Regions from separate parts of the Arachis hypogaea genome. Here region 2 is linked to region 1. A link is a contact called in public Hi-C data. All regions are on one chromosome and are shown on one strand. Each heading gives the region's core, a stretch centred on a gene start, on an enhancer-like site or on the middle of the called end of the contact. The rest is flanking DNA. Distances are from core to core; before and after follow the strand shown. Region 1 overlaps LOC112720826 (NADH dehydrogenase [ubiquinone] 1 beta subcomplex subunit 8, mitochondrial). Region 2 has its middle 5.5 kb from the start of LOC140176355.

Region 1 (2,613 bases), core at 54-2,553:
AACTTTGTGATGTAAGCAAGTATGAGCCAAAAATGAAATAGTTGTCCTCGGAAAGTGTATCAAAAGTCACATTAGCTGATTATAGTTCTATAGTTTAGAACTTTGTTCTTAAACTGTCAAAATCCATTCCTTATTCTAGCAGCATCAATATTCATTGTTATCCATAGTTTTCTCACGGAAGTTATCAAGGTCTGCTGACTATGGAGGTTTTTGTCTTTTATGTACCCTTATTGCGGCCACCTAGTGGAATAAAGTTTATTTGTTGTTTGTTATTGTATGTACCCTTATTGTGGCTTCCATGAACTGTGCATTCCGATTGAACTTTGATATTATTGTAGCAATGCTACCTTCTGCAAATACTTAGTATTTCATGTGCTGAGGTATTTCTGTTTTATTTTTTGTTACCAGACACCCAAAGTATATCCATATGACAATCTGCGCGTGGAACTTGGTGGTGAACCATAGATGGATCCAAGGCAATAGTGGAATGGGAACTTGTTTTTCATGTAATTGTTCTTTTCATTAACTTGTGCTCTCTTGTAGTTCAAACTTCAAAATAATGGAATGTGGGAAGACTTGCTGGAACCAGCTACAGGAATGAAAACTGAATATGGTTTTATTTATTTATTCATTTTCATGCTTATGGTGGCTATTCTGAGGACTGAGGAGTGGGCCATTGTTTTGCTCTTTAAGAAACCGAACCTCTTTATAAGATGGTAAGACTTTTGAACTCGTGAACCTTTGCCCATTTAAAAGTGTACACTATTTAACCAAGTTGGGTTGGTCTAGTGGTTAGCTCACTAGTCCGCTTAAGCAAGTGTCGGGGGTTCGAATCCCGCCTTGTGCATGCAGCAACCCATTGGCCAGCGGCAAACCCTTAAATGGAGCTCAGTACCGCGACGGATTAGTCCTTGACCTGCCGGGTCAGGGGATACCGTGGGAAACCAAAAAAAAAAAAGTGTACACTATTTAAAGTTTTAAACCACTTTTATGATTGGAAAAAGGACCTCAAGTTGTTCATAGTGCGCTACTTTGCTCTTAAACTTTTAAAATCTGTTCCACAATACTAGTAGCAATTTTTATATTACGAGACTGAAAAATTGAACCTCGTGCCTTGAATTTAAAATCTAAACCGTCTTTATTGAAACCTCAAAACAACACAATCGCATAACCCAAGCGTGATTATCCAACTGATTGGAAATCTCGGAGCGGTGTGAATCCAATTTATATGCTATTTAGGTGACAAGAGGCATTAATAAATTGAGTAATCAAGTTATAAACCTCAAGTTGGACTGAATAATACAGCTTAAATCCACCGAAGGCTGTATATATGGGTGTAGAATGCTATGATCATTTCTCCTGTATATATGGGTGTAGAATGCTATGATCATTTCTCAATTCTGGGGACGTGGAATAACCTTTTACTTTCTGTGACTAGTTTTTTTCATTATGGATTACAAACGTGTTGACAGCTGTTCACACTTGTCTATACACGTATCTACTTTGTCCAATCCTGTCATCGTGTATTAATAAAAAATAAAATTTTTTTCTTTAAATATGCTTGGACATACTTAAACCACCATCATGTATCAGTGTGTCTAGTCTTATTTTAACATTTATTTTTTAAATAAATTTAAAAATAGTATATATTATTATTTATTAAAACAAAAAATATTTTATATATTTAAATAAGATATTAAAAATAATTAAAAATTAATTTATGTTTTAATATCAATAAAATATCAAAATATCATTACGATTTATCTAAAAAATACTTTATATTTTATATATATGCGTGTCCGTGTGTCTTATACAATTTTATAATTCGTGTGTCAATGTATCACATGTCATGTCGTGTCCCATGTCCGTATCAGTGTCTATATTTTGTAGATATTTATTTATTTTTTTAATTTGAAAAACTGATATCGGAGGGTAAAACTTGTATTGTGAAACATTTTTAAATCCGAAAATCGTAGGATTCAATTTAAGTGTCCTTAATTTAGAAATCCAGCACCTTTCCCCTTCTTTTTCTTCTTTCTCTTCTTCATTTCCAATTGTTTCACTAAGAGCTCAGTAAAAAGAGCTTCTTAGTAGATGAGAGGTGTTTAGTGAGAAAAAGAAAAATAGATGATAGATTTATGTTAAGAATAATAGTCAAATTTTATTATAAATATATGAGAGGATAAAATTCGTATATGAGAATTCGTCTGATTTTGTTGTTTCTTCCATGATATCATTTGGGGAACGAAAACGTGTAATTTATAAATGGATAAATCCTCAAATATCGAAGAGCCATGTATTTTATTTAGACATCCTATATTAGTATTTGGTAAGTTTATTCAATTTCATATAATCTATGTCATTGAAGAAGCAATCATGCAAGATATGTTTTCAATCTATTATCAAACTCAATCACAAGTGTCAATCATTGAGGCGTATATTAAGTTTGAATAATCATAAGTAGGCCGAAATATCAAAACCGTGATATAGTTTAAGGGTAGCAAAACCGTGCCCTAAAGAACAAAACATACCCAAAAAGAAGAAAATTGGAGTCCAAAACACATACGCCCGACATACATGTCCACCAACCCGGCGTACAAGTTCTTAGCCTTG
Region 2 (2,613 bases), core at 41-2,540, 300 kb after region 1:
CGCCTTTGTTGCTCTTTCCCCATCAAAAGAGTTGCAATCCAGTCGCCTAGGAATACAGAAGGCTTTAGTTGAGGAAGATCGAAGGAACCACAAGATTGAGACAATCCTTCCATCTAATTTCTAATTTCTATTAGTAAAGGTACGCTTCCACATTATGATATATTTTTGGTGACTCAATATGGATGATCTGGATTAATAAAATAATTTATTCCAACATGTTCTTTATTTTAATTACACTTTTAAGTACTCTGAATAGATTTATTTTATTATACTTTTAATAACCAAACTAAACATTACTTATGTTAGTAAAGAGTGATCCACGGCATTGAGTGAGAGGATAGGAGATAGCGATGATTTCGGCGCTGGCTATATTGAATAGGACGGCAAAGTTATTGACGATGGGAATTCAACGACGTCGTTAAGGGATAAAGAAAGAGAGATTGCGTGAGAGGGCAGTAGATGACGACGACGTCGTTCTTCTTGTCACCACGGCGACTACGATGCTTGGAAGTACTGAAGCTACGTGACGGAGAAAGAATGGAGGAGTGGAAAGATGTTTCAATTAACGGGAGTGAGGTGTTGATATTTTAAGAAATTATATCATTACCCATCTCAAATAATAAATTACAAAATAATCCAACTATGGTTAATATAATAACCAATTAAAACGTGACACATGATAAAGAATAATTTATACGTTATTTTAGAGAAAATTGGATAGAATTCACCTAATTAAATATAGTCCATTTCTAATTGTTAAATTCATCATTTTTTTTCTATTAATTTTGACCAAAAGAACATACTTCATACAACACAAGCGAAATCACTACGATCATAGTAATATAGCTGACTTTCGTCACACTGTGCTACCCCATTTCTAAAACTATCCAATATCATCTTTTTAAACCTTTGCTAAGGATTATTGTTGTCCTTCAATTCTTCGCTACATAATAAATGGACACAATATTATCTAAACGTATATCCAATTTTCAAGAAAGTACGATGGAATACTTGAAACGTTTCATAAAGTACAATGACATATGTGAAAACTTTCCCAATGAATATATAAAAGATAATAGAAACAGGATACTAGATAGGGATGGATGCAATGAAAATGAAAAGCACGCAGTGGGAACGTTCGAGTGTCCGGACCGTTGACATTGTCAATTTTCGATTAGATCGATCGGTCGGTCCAGTCCAATTTTAAAAATCATGACTCGAACTGAACTAGCTAGGTCACGGACTGACCTCCTGCAGCCAGCTCACGGTCACGGAGACTCAGTACTCTCTCGAAATCACAAAACCACAGCACATGATTCCAAAACTTCCATTTATATTCCCTATCTCTTTCTCTCCATCTCTCTGTGCCCCACTAATTTTTTATATCAAATATAATTGGAATTTTATCTGATATAAGAATTATGTGATTTTCTTTTTCTTCAAAGTACTACTTTTTTTTATACTAATTAAAATTTAGTCCAATGATAAAAATGATTAATCCACAATAACATAATGAACTAGTTACTACTATATCCCTATAGCTTCCTCGGTAGTGGATGGATTGTTATTATTACGAGGGACAAACTTATGGTAGCGTTAGATATATAATCCATGATTCTACTTGTCGGTTTAATCTCTTTTCGTCAAGTGATTTTATAATATATACATGTTTTTAATAAAACGATTTAGGCTTTGATTCTTAGAATAAGAAAAAATTTAGTATATGAGAAATAAAAAAATATTTATGTATAATCACATTTTAAGTTGAAAAGAGATTATTGTTTGAAGAGATGAATTATATATAAAATTATTTATGTATCTTTAGTTATCAGTGTAAATTTAAAAATAATATTTGCATTTTTTTTGTACATAACCTTTTTTATATATTCTCTTTTTATGGTATAAAAAAATATTTTATCTTCTTTTACTTTTTATCGATCATTTTGAATATTAAAAAGCTAAAAGTGTACAAAAGAATTGTAAAAAAAAAAATTAGTGCAAATAACGTTATTCCCGTGGTGTTTAAATTTTTGAAATAAAATAATTTTATAATAACATGTATATTTTTTAGTAAGCCTTATCAATTTTTGTTATGGAAAATTCAACTAATTCAATTTAATTTCTTGAAATTTAAATAAGAATTTCAAACTTATATAATACATACACTTGCTTAAAGAATTAAATTTCCTATTATTTTGACTATTGTGATATTGTTACAAAAGACACATTGCATGTTGTGGTTGATTTTTTTGTTATGGAAGCTGTGAATGTGTTGTGCATAATTATAGATGTTAGAGGTAGTAGACCAATTTGTGGGACAATTTTTGTTCAAATTTGGTGTTAAGAAATTGGACCCTTCGATTTCATTGTTGAAAATTTTTTGTAAGCAAATCGGAGGGTCCGTTTTGTATGAAGGAAATATCTGAAATTTATATGAAACTTATCGGACATTTCGAGTTCTGCATGAATGAAAATTTCTTTTTTATTTTCCCTCAACAACTCGCATGGTCTGTGTTGTAGTGAATAAGTCGGACTGTCCGATAAGCCTCGCCCCACTCGCACCGTCCGATTTCTTACCTGCTGACACCACATGCAGGTAAAGCACACCTGATC

The links. Hi-C and Micro-C count contacts between places; a contact is called where the count stands out from the background.
Region 2: a Hi-C map of leaf shows a contact between it and region 1, with 2.5 times the contacts expected there. The contact joins two enhancer-like sites. A contact is called at or near these places in 2 of 8 Hi-C or Micro-C datasets (leaf and an unstated tissue).

Annotation. Positions count from the first base shown.
Region 1 is chr11:48,609,763-48,612,375 of arahy.Tifrunner.gnm2.J5K5, forward strand. It overlaps LOC112720826 (NADH dehydrogenase [ubiquinone] 1 beta subcomplex subunit 8, mitochondrial), which reads left to right. Exons shown (of 4, transcript XM_025771922.3): 4 at 409-623. The coding sequence ends at 465. Among protein-coding and RNA genes, the nearest start is that of LOC112720826, 6.0 kb to the left of the region's middle. Within about 2 kb of position 1,304, at least 2 of the 3 cell types and tissues checked have open chromatin away from gene starts, as enhancers often do.
Region 2 is chr11:48,911,836-48,914,448 of arahy.Tifrunner.gnm2.J5K5, forward strand. No RefSeq gene overlaps it. Among protein-coding and RNA genes, the nearest start is that of LOC140176355, 5.5 kb to the left of the region's middle. Within about 2 kb of position 1,291, at least 2 of the 3 cell types and tissues checked have open chromatin away from gene starts, as enhancers often do.